Linked DNA regions of Takifugu rubripes: region 1 is linked to region 2. Evidence: chromatin contacts called from public Hi-C data. All regions are on one chromosome and are shown on one strand. The core of a region is the stretch at or near the end of the contact, and the rest is flanking DNA. Distances in the headings are between cores, read along the strand shown. Region 1 holds the start of khdrbs1b (KH domain containing, RNA binding, signal transduction associated 1b). Region 2 holds the start of kpna6 (karyopherin alpha 6 (importin alpha 7)).

What was found. A called contact is a pair of places that touch in the nucleus more often than the background predicts.
Region 1: a Hi-C map of muscle shows a contact between it and region 2, with 4 times the contacts expected there. The contact joins the promoter of khdrbs1b here to the promoter of kpna6 in region 2. A contact is called at or near these places in 2 of 2 Hi-C or Micro-C datasets (muscle and an unstated tissue).

The regions. Positions count from the first base shown.
Region 1 is chr12:6,155,332-6,160,476 of fTakRub1.2, reverse strand. It overlaps khdrbs1b (KH domain containing, RNA binding, signal transduction associated 1b), which reads left to right and starts at 2,732. Exons shown (of 11, transcript XR_964935.2): 1 at 2,732-3,195; 2 at 4,524-4,645.
Region 2 is chr12:6,002,466-6,007,815 of fTakRub1.2, reverse strand. kpna6 (karyopherin alpha 6 (importin alpha 7)) reads left to right here and starts at 2,767. Exons shown (of 14, transcript XM_029844955.1): 1 at 2,767-2,887; 2 at 5,032-5,165; 3 at 5,264-5,350. The coding sequence starts at 2,884.

The DNA of each region.
Region 1 (5,145 bases), core at 1,483-3,982, 150 kb before region 2:
ATCCGGAAATCGATGTGGTAATGAATGTGCACGTGTTGTATTTGTGGGGTGAAAAAAAAAATCAGAACTTCACCAAGCTATTCTAGGGGGAGAAACGTGCACGCTGGATTTTGGTAAATGGTGCATTTGACAGTGCAACAAGAATAAATGTTGCTGCGTTTTTATACTGATACTTCTGCAGCCAAACACCACAGGAAACACATGCAAAGTAAGACATGTAATCATCTCCATGATAATTCATGCACGCAAATGACATTAAAACGTTACAATCTTCTAATAAAGAGGTGGATCCTGCACCACCCAGAGCTCTTTTGGCCGGTGAAAAAGTAGCAGATAAATCCAACAGGACAAAAAGCATTTTTTCTTTCTTTCCCCTCTGAAATGAACTATTACTTTCTCCAAAAGTCAAGTGCAGACATTTCCCCGAGGGCCCTCGGATCCGCCAGGAGCGGCACCATCGCAAATGTCAAATTGCTTATTTATTGAAGGAAAAAGATGCTGCAATGTCACTGGCCATCGCAGGCATTTGCCTTGTGGTTTTTGAAGTGTGCACGTTTGGGTTTTGGGCCAGTTTTGGTGTTTGATTTAAACGCTGTAATGGATTTTCTTAGAACCCCGTAAAAGTCCACCAATATCCATAACAATTCAACCCATTAATAAAAACCTGTACTAACTGAGGGCTTAAATTGATTATTCCTTTTAATCCTCCCAGAGCTTCTCCGACACCCCCTTGGAGACACCGATCCCCACCGCAGCATCCGCCAGAGAGCGAGGGATGAAGAATGGTGCGAAGGGAAAGCTCGTTTTCCGTGGCGGATGGAGCGCAGGAGGATGGGAAGATGATAGAGGAAGAGGAGGTTTGGATTGGGGAGGTGTTATAGACCAAAGCAGGTGTGACAGTTCTGAAAGAATTCATAAAAGAAGGGAAAAAAACAGAAAGCAAGCTTCCTGTGGCCTTGTAGTGGTGCTAAACCGAGCATGACCACAGCTGTACTGGACTTGCTGTCCTGCTAAACGGCACAGGAAGAGAAAAACCTCCACTTTCAGAACAAAGCCTGCAAAGGTGACAATCCCTTTCTCCCTGCTTTACCACCGGACCCTATTTTACTGAACAAGTTCCTACGAGAACTAACCAGATTTCTAGGTTTATTTCCTTTTAGTGTCAGATATTTAAAATCTGCAGCACAAACCTCCGGAAGGCTCCCTCCTTTGAATTGAATGGTTAGCAGGCAAAAGCACTAATTTGAAACCGACAACTAGCTGCTCATTGATACCTGCTCAACGCTGCTCTCATTATTCGGCAGCGCGTGTGATGTGCAATAAAACTAGTCTGCTAAGAACATCTGACATTTCGGGTGAACCGCCGGGGCTGGGAATCGTTTGAATAGGTTTTGTTTGTGTGTTTACGCCTCTCCATCTGCCCCTGTTTCCCCCAGACTCCGGCTCTACGTGCTAGGGGACGGGGAAAGGCTGCACAGGCAGAAGGCAAAAGTGTGAACTATCCGTTTGGAATTCCTCCACCTGCCAGAACGAGTCTTCCTTGTGTGATCCAGAGGAGAGGCAGCTCACGTGCTCTTCATTTTCTCCCTGACAAGAGGAGTCAGGACAACCTTGCAAACCCCCGACACCCATAACACAGTAATGGTCAGAGGGAGATCAAGCAGAACACTGAACACAGCCTGCGCTGGTCTTTGGCCTTTCATAAGTGTTTATTGCAAACAATTTTTTCCTTCATTTGTTCTGAGCAGATGCATTCCTGAGAACAGCTGTGCTCCGGTGTAATGGCGTTCACTCCAGCAGTTGATTGACAAATGACCTTTACGTGCGCTTCAGTGACAAGAGCACCCACCTGTGAATAAACCACGCTGTATGCTCAAAAGACCAAGCACCTAAGACATTTTCCTGCTGCCAGTGTTATAAGCATCAGCCTTGCCGTTACCTCTGACCTCTGGTGAGACGGATTCATCCCCGCAGAATCAATCCGATCATATCTAAAATCAATGTATGATGTGACGATATGTATCCCACAGACTTTCCCTCCTCCTACACCCCCAATTAGGCCTTTGCGATTTGGAGTGAACAGAAATGTTAAGATGAATGGGTAGAGTAACTATCAGTGCTTGGCTTCTCTGGGTTGAAAGGTTGCAATGAGCTACTCTACCGCTAAGAGGCAGTAGAGAACCAAGAAATACTGCCTCTATCTATCTATCTATCTATCTATCTATCTATCTATCTATCTATCTATCTATCTATCTATCTATCTATCTATCTATCTATCTATCTATCTATCTATCTATCTATCTATCTATCTATCTATCTATCTATCTATCTATCTATCTATCTATCTATCTATCTATCTATCTATCTATCTATCTATCATTTGGATTTGCAAAGATGATGAGGGCTTTGGGATAAAAATACAAATATGACCTATAATACCTTTGCACGTGTTCTCTTAATCATACATTACTGACTCAAATTAACAACGGTCTTAGAGCGTGTCTCTGCTGTGAAGTAGATAAACACAATTTGAATCAATCGGTAGTAGCAACACGTGTTTGTTTGTTTGTTTGTTGCCAAATTTATTATGGAAATTGTAAATTAAGTACTTTCTTTTAGGATTACGGACCTGGTTTCTTGTGTGCACCCCGAGCTGAGGGACTATGATTCCTGAAATCATAACACATCCTCACAGTCACACCCAAAGCGGCAGCAGATCGCGCAGATTAGCGTTATCGCTCTTGGGGGCGGCGCGCAGCCGCGCGGCGGCGCACTGTAGGCGGCGTCAGTCGGAGAACTGCGTCCTTCTGAGCTCACTTCCGCCGGCTTGAGTCGAATCCCTCTTCTTCTATCTCGCCGCTTTTGTTCTCTCAGTTCCAGTCGAGCGCCGCTGCAAAGAAGAGGCTCCCCGGCCGTTGGAAGAGAACGTAGCGGTGCAGCCCGTCGCAGAAACGCGCCGGTAGCCACATGCGAAGCGCCGTCCCCGCAGCGGATACGCGGCGTTCCTTAGTTACATAACTGGGATACTTTTTATCCTGTCATTTTTTGGGGTTTTCCACCTTTTGCAGCGAAACTGCCTCCCCTGTTTTAAAACTGAAAAAATGGAGAACGGCGACAAATATCTCCCTGAGCTTTTGGCGGAGAAGGACAGCCTGGATTCGTCGTTCACGCACGCCATGAAACTTTTAAACGCAGGTAAAGTTGACAGCTTGTTTAATTCGGGAAGGGAGTGTGAAGTTGGGGGGGACGACGATGTGCACTTTTATCACCCCATCTCCGAGCGGACGTCGCTGCCCCGTCCGCCGCAGCGCGTAGCGGTTTCGTGGCTCGGTGGGTGAAGCGTAATTACGCGGTAACTCTCTTCCGAAACCAGCTGCGACACTTCTGAGCGAGACAAGTTTCTGTCCCTTTTCCTCCGCTGGTCTGTGACGTGTGGTTTCAACTCTCCAGCGGACAAACGGTGGCTTGTTCTCCGTTTTGGAGCCCCTGTTGGGCTCATTGTCTGGCAGCTGCGTTGCGCAACGACACATAAATGTGCGCAAATCGCGACCACTGTTGGACGGGGGGGATCACCCCTTTCTGTTGACGGCGATTGAAGCCACGCTGTCGCTCCGTGGTTGCCGGAGTGTCCTTGAGCAAGAGCCCGAGCTCTGGCTGCGCCGGAGCTCTGCCAGGGAAGACAAAAGAAGAGATTCATGTCAGTCTTTCGCTTGTTCTGCTGGATGCATGTATGGTGGGGGGTTCTTTAGGGTGGAACACAAACAGTGCCCGGAAGTAAGATCTTTTGCAGTGACAGCTCTATTTAAGACACAAAACGGATGCAATTTTAAGGATTCATTTATAAGTTTTTGATGATGACGATGATGCTGTTGGCCCTTGGGGCTGTAAGCCATATTTGCTTAGAGGTCCTCAGTCTGTCCCCCCCCCCCACACACACACAGAGGTTAAACCTGTGTTTGGTCTGATTAGGATATGTAACCAGATAGCAAGTTCAAGAGGACAAAGAGTGCGATATGAACCAAACTGGAGGTTGAGGTTTTCCTCACACGTGGCTTCATTCCTGGTGAAATGCCGCTGGGCTCCAGGTGCTTCAACACGAGTCTGCGAAGATTATGTTTTCTCTGTACTGATGCATTGGCAGGAGTTGCGTTTGGACCAAAGCAGCGTGCTGATCTCTCAAAAAATAAGAAAACGGCCACAGGCTGTCACGATGGTGAGCACGTAGGCTGCAGCGCTCTGAGTTTTCCCTGAAAAGTGGCTGAATTGATTATTAACACTGACAAGATAATGGCCCAGATGACTAAACCGCTCGCGCTCCATTCAATGTCTTGACAAGATAACAAAAACATTTAAAGATGCGCTTATCACCAGCTGAAAACACCGTGTTTTGTAAAATAATAAGCAGCCACATGGAGTCTGAAGGGAATTTCAAAAAAATATTGCATGGCGCGGTAGGAAGAGGGTTTCTTTCTATGCATTGATATGTCCTCTTATCTAAACTATGACCCCCTCTCTTTGTCCAGAGATTGACAGAATCCAGAAAGGCGAAGCCAAAAAGGAGGCAGAAACATACCTGGACCTTTTCACAACAAAGAACATCAAACTGAAAGAACGAGTGCTCATACCTGTCAAACAGTACCCCAAGGTGAGATTTCTCTGCCCTTGCTTCGTTTTTCCTCCGTCCCTGTGATTTAAGTCATCCCTGCAGGCTGGTGTCACTTACACAAAGCCAGGGGGTTAGTTGAGACTCTCAAATTACTCTTCCCAGTCTCCATCTTTAAGCATCAGTGTGTAATTACTGCAGATATTGGCGTATTTTTAAAATCTGACCAAAGGGAAAGTGATTTTATAGTACCGATGACTTGGCGCTGGAGTGAAATCCATATTCCTTCAGACGACTGGATCTTTTCCTCCCTTTGTAATCAGCCAACGCTTCGTTTCAGAGTTAATTACAGCTTTTGTAGATCACGGGCCTTTTTCTTTGGTTTTAAACTAATTACAGTATATGTAGCAATTTGATAAGGGCAAGATGCTCAGCAATTAATCGGAATTGGTGAAAATGCGTTTATTGCTTGTATGACTGTGAGCAGTATCACGGCTGCTTTGAACTCGCAGCACAGATATTAAAATAATCATCATAACCAC
Region 2 (5,350 bases), core at 1,518-4,017:
GGGGAAGGGGCTGGAATACCTTCAGAGCACTGCCAAAATACCCTTGAGCAAGGTACAAATGCTTGTATAGGGCTCTGTGGTGAACTGGAGACTCATCCAGTGGGAAGACTCTGCCTTTACCCTTCCTGTGCCCCTGAAAGAGATAAAGCAGTTAAGAAGACTGGAGAATTTACTAATTCCTTTACATCTGCAGAATGCAGTTACACCGACAGACCTCCGTGTTCATTAACTGGGGCACTTGTTAATTGTGCCACATTGATCTGTGTGCCCCATCAACAATAGGAACCCAGCGAGCATCACTTTTTGATGCACGCTGTTGGACCTCGATTATGCTGACAGCAAATTATTCAGTGAGTCACCCGGCCGACTGGGAAGACGGTCCTCATCTGCCACCCTTCCTGATCAACAACACCCTGAAGCAAACTTGGGGGTCTACAATGCCTCTCTCATATCACTCCTTCTTTATGGCCTCTGAACAACCCCGTGGCAGCCTGGCTGGATAGATTCCAAGGATCAAGGGATGAAAATAAGTTTCAGCCCGTTACCAACGCGACCCAACAACCTCCTGCATCAAGACAGCGCTGGCGTGGTCGGGCCACCTCTACCTGGAACACCCAAGGACAGACCCAAGATTTAAAGCTGTGACCCAGAAGCAACGTTGACCTTTGGAAAAGCCCAGCTTGATTTAAACACGCAGACCACTTTAAAAGCCCGTCCTGATTAATGATAGAAATAATTTCATTGGCGTTTCAGGCAACGAGTATGAAGCGCAGCAAGACGGCGCCGCCTCGGCGCACAAGCGTTGCCATATTTGTTCATCGTCAGTGTCATTTTCAGCTGTTTCGGCTCCCTCGCTATGGATATGAGTCTCTTACCCGGCGCTAAAAGTTACACATTAGCATTCAATTGAGTCCTCCTCAAATCTCCTCCTCACACACAAAGAATGATTGAGTGATCCGTGCGAATATTTCAAAATCACCCGCTCAGCATCTTACTTATCGGCCCAGCCACCTGGTAGGTGTCAGAATGCCAGGGGGAGAAGGAGAGCGGGCGAGGGAGCATGGGGGGGGGCTCAAATACAGATAAAAAGTAAGGAATGGACAGCACTGAATGGATTTCCACCTCTATATTATAAAGACCCATCTCTTTTTTTTCATTCTTCACATGCAACGCCGCTCCCACCCAGTGCCGACGCTTCGGTGAACCGGCCATATTGTCCTGTTGGCGTCGCTGGATTCAGGGACAGCTTCCCCCGGATGTATTTGCTCGGCCAAACAGGCACCGGCACGATCAAACGTGACCGACTTGCCTGGCAGAGACACTTTCTGTGGCGTCTTGTTCTCGGCGTGTCGACGTGAGTGGCACGTTTTACTTTGCAGCTTTATTTTTAGACGAGAGGTGAGGCGCGTGGGGCAAAAACAGGGCAGATACAGAGTTGATAAATCTCTCGACACACGGCTTCATAAAGCTGGTGAATGCTTTTTTTTCTCCACAAGCCGTCTGCTCTGTTGCACTCTGGGAAATAATGTTGATGAAGTAGCAGTTTATGAACACCTAGTCTGATCGTTAATTCGTTGAAAATGCGATCTTTCAATATCGCTGACTCACACCGGATGGGTAATGGTCATTAACGTGGTCAGGGGAGCTGTTCCTGTTCATTAATTTAGACCCTTTTCCCTTTATTTCCAGTCATTTTCAGTTTCGATGGGAAAAAAATAGGACATTGATTGCAGCGGTAATTATAGCGGCTGAGAGGAAAAAATAGTTTGAGGGACCAGAACTCAGTTCCTACACTTGTTTAGGTCTTGCTATTCTATTACAGAGGCAGCCTGTACTCTGTGGCATTGAGTAATGGATAGCCTTTGCCTCGCTGTAAAGTGTAGAACGCGGTATGATGTGCTTCAGCAGGCCCAGAAATGAAAAAAAGGTTTTAAAGAACTCGCAATGGAGAAACAGGGAAATCAGCCTGATGAGCCCAAGTTGCAGCCCTGCAGGTCGGGTCACAGAGACCATTTGAAAGCCATAAATTAAACCAGAATATGCGCAAGATATATATCAAGAGAGATGCTTTCTGGCAAAGCTGCGTCTTTTGATTCATGTTTCCCTCAGTGCACCTGGTCAAGGCTGGAATTCATCGGTCCTCATTGCTCGGCTGAGTGGAACTCAACCCCCAGCCCATGTGTGAGCCTCTAATAATGTGGACCTATGAGCAATATTTATTTGTTCTTTCTTTTGTCTGCTGTGAAACTGTAATCATGGGAAGGTGTGCCACTGAGCTTGACCTCTCACACCCCTTGGAATTACAATCACCCTTGCAGCAGCGGACGCCGCCTCATGAGCAGTTGCATGTTGCTTGTGCAACATTGCCCCCTAACGTTTTTATTTCCCAGGTTTATCTCGTCAGACCGCAATGGTGCTCGGATCAAACGATGTCACAGTATCGTGAAGTAGTAAATTAAATATTTGCCTTCATATCATCAGCAAACCCACCATGGATGCATCTTACCTGTCCAATTTGCCAACACATGGGATGCGTCTATTTACACGCATGCATACATTATCTATATATAAGTATATACATATATTTTTTGTATTAAAAAAATCAAGAAAGAAAGAAACAAACAGAAAAACAGGATAGGAACACGTAGATGTGTATGATGGTAAAGTATTCAATGCAAAGCTATGCCGTCCATATTCACCTGGTTTTCATAAAGGCGGCGTCAGCCTCGTGCGCCCTCTGGTGGCCGGAAGTCGCTACTCTATTTTGACGTTTCCGCCTCCGGCAGACATATTGCTTTCACGAGCAAATTCTGGAAAGCTACAACAGATTTACAATCCATTTGTGTCTTTACAACTCGATACATTCAGCCCTCATAGGACATAATGGGTAAGGATTTCTGCACTTTGGCATCATAGATGTGATTCCAGCTGACAAAATGGTCGGCCGTGCCGTCTTAAATAGTGATTATGAAATTGTACCCGTTGCTGTGGCTCATTTATCTTAGTGAGCTTACTTAGCTAGGTCGACAGCTAACGCTGCTACGTAGTAACGCAAGGTTAGTTGTTATTTCATACTAGTCAACTGTGTCTATTCCCAATTTGTCTTTTGTCATGTTACATACGAAATACATCGACAATATTACACGCAACATTTGCTGCCATGTGTTGCTAACTTAAGTAAACTTGGCTAACTATTAGAATGGCACTGTAATCTTTCAGGTCTTTTGTAGGTAACTTGGATGTGAAATCGTGTCACGTTAGTTTAATGATTTCAATGTGGATGCGTGTTGTGTGTTAATATCTCGTTAACAATGGTTAGATGTCTTCCTCCGTTTATTTGAGATAGGCGTTAAAATGGCAACGCAACCGTAACGTTAGCATCGACTGCGGAAGGTACGTTTCACCATGATGTGTCGTGTTTTGTGTTTCTGTGCGGCAGGCCTTAATCATAACACCAATATTATGATTCGTCATGAAAAACAACTTGGTTTTTTTCAGTAGGTATGACTTAATGTAGCCACCTTTTCCACTCGGGCACGGATTTGTGCTCACTTAAAGGTTGGCTCCAGCATTAGCTTAACGCTTAGCTAACTGTTAGCTGGATCGCTCGGAATCGTGCTTCAGACCAAACCTCCCTGAAAAGAATTTCTTTAGCTCTTAATCAAGACCTGAAACCTGAACACGATCTACTGAATTCCATACTCATAGAATAGTTAATTGTCTGGCAGCGCCGTAGCTAATATAGGTCGCTGGAGATGACAGTGCGTGTGATCGAAACGCAGTTTCCACGTTAATTGAGGTTTGGGTTTCTTCGTTTGTCTCTCTTCCCCATGTTCTGCACAATAAACTTCAGAATCCCCTCACAATCTGTGTTTATGTGTTGTGCACGCATGTGACTTCCCCATCTGGCGAGATTGTGAGCGCACACGGGTGGATCGTGAACCCGGTTGTGCCAATGTCCCTTAAACATTAACATGACCTCGATTCGGTTTAATTGGTCCTCAACCGTCCTCTCATCGTGATAAAGGAGACATATGGTGCAGAAGCCTCGGTGTCTTCTCCTCTCCCCATTTCCATTGTTTTTTAACTCCTTTTTTGCACAAAGAGAAGAGATAACATCCCTGTGAGCGTCAGTTTAAGGTAACATTGGCGTATAATTCTGCTGGATAATGTATTTTTTCTTGTTGCCAGTTGAAAAGGAGGCTTAGCCGTGTTATCGGGCGTCTTCTGAGCCTCGGAACCATTAGCGGGCATGCCGTCAAGCTGCGCCTTTACCTCCGCCAAGGAGGTTATGGGATAGCTGGCGTTGGTCTGTCCATTAGCAAAATATCTCAAAGTTATGATGCATCTATCCTTTCATGTTTTTTATGCCGAATTCTGACCCTACGTGTGAATGTCCCAGCTGAAATCATCAGACACCAACTACTGTAGCACGTTCAAAGTCGCTTAAATCTCCTTTCTTCACCATTTTGATGCCCGGTTTGAACTTGAGCGAGTTGTCTCGTCCACTTCTGCCTGTCTGAATGCGTGGAGGTTAGGTTGACCCTGACCCTGACCCTGACCCTGACCCTGTGAGTGTCTGATTAGCTATTTGTGTTGACAATTGAACAGTCGTGCCCAATAAAGTGGTCAGTGGGTGTATGTACAGTAATGAATTGATTTTTATTTATTTATCGGGGACAGTCCACATTAATGAGCATATCTGTGAATGTGCCAGTTTGAGCATAGAAAAGCAGTTTTGCAACTGTTGACCCTGGTCAACGGTAAAATAACTGATGGGCCACTGCAGACCTGCAGGGCCAGATTCAAGCCAGGATTTGTGTCCTACCGGGCAGAAACTGCTTTTACCAAGGCAAGTGGGAGCCCAGGGCAAGTGTTGTCTCCCTGTAAGGTAGAATCCAGCTTCAATCCTGCCCTCGTGGACTGGAGTTGAACATCCCAGCCTGGATCCAGGGATTTTTTTTTTGGAAGATTCTGTCAATCCTTGTTTTTCTACGTTAACTTGGCTACGCTTCGACTGTCTGTCAGCAGAGCCGTCAGCCAGTCCGGCCAAAGACAACTACAGGATGAATCTCTACAAGAACAAAGCATTGAATCCCGAAGAGATGAGGCGCCGGAGAGAGGAGGAGGGCATCCAGCTCAGGAAACAGAAACGAGAACAACAGGTACACTGGCCTTGTCCTTAAACTAGCCATCTTTCCGGTTAAAATGACGGGGTTTCCTTTGTTTTCTCTGAGCTTTCACGGTATTTTGTCAATTCCAGCTTTTTAAGAGGAGGAATGTGGACGTCCTTAATGAAGAGGAGGCCATGTTTGAGAGTCCTCTGGTGGATTCCTACCTCACCTCTCCA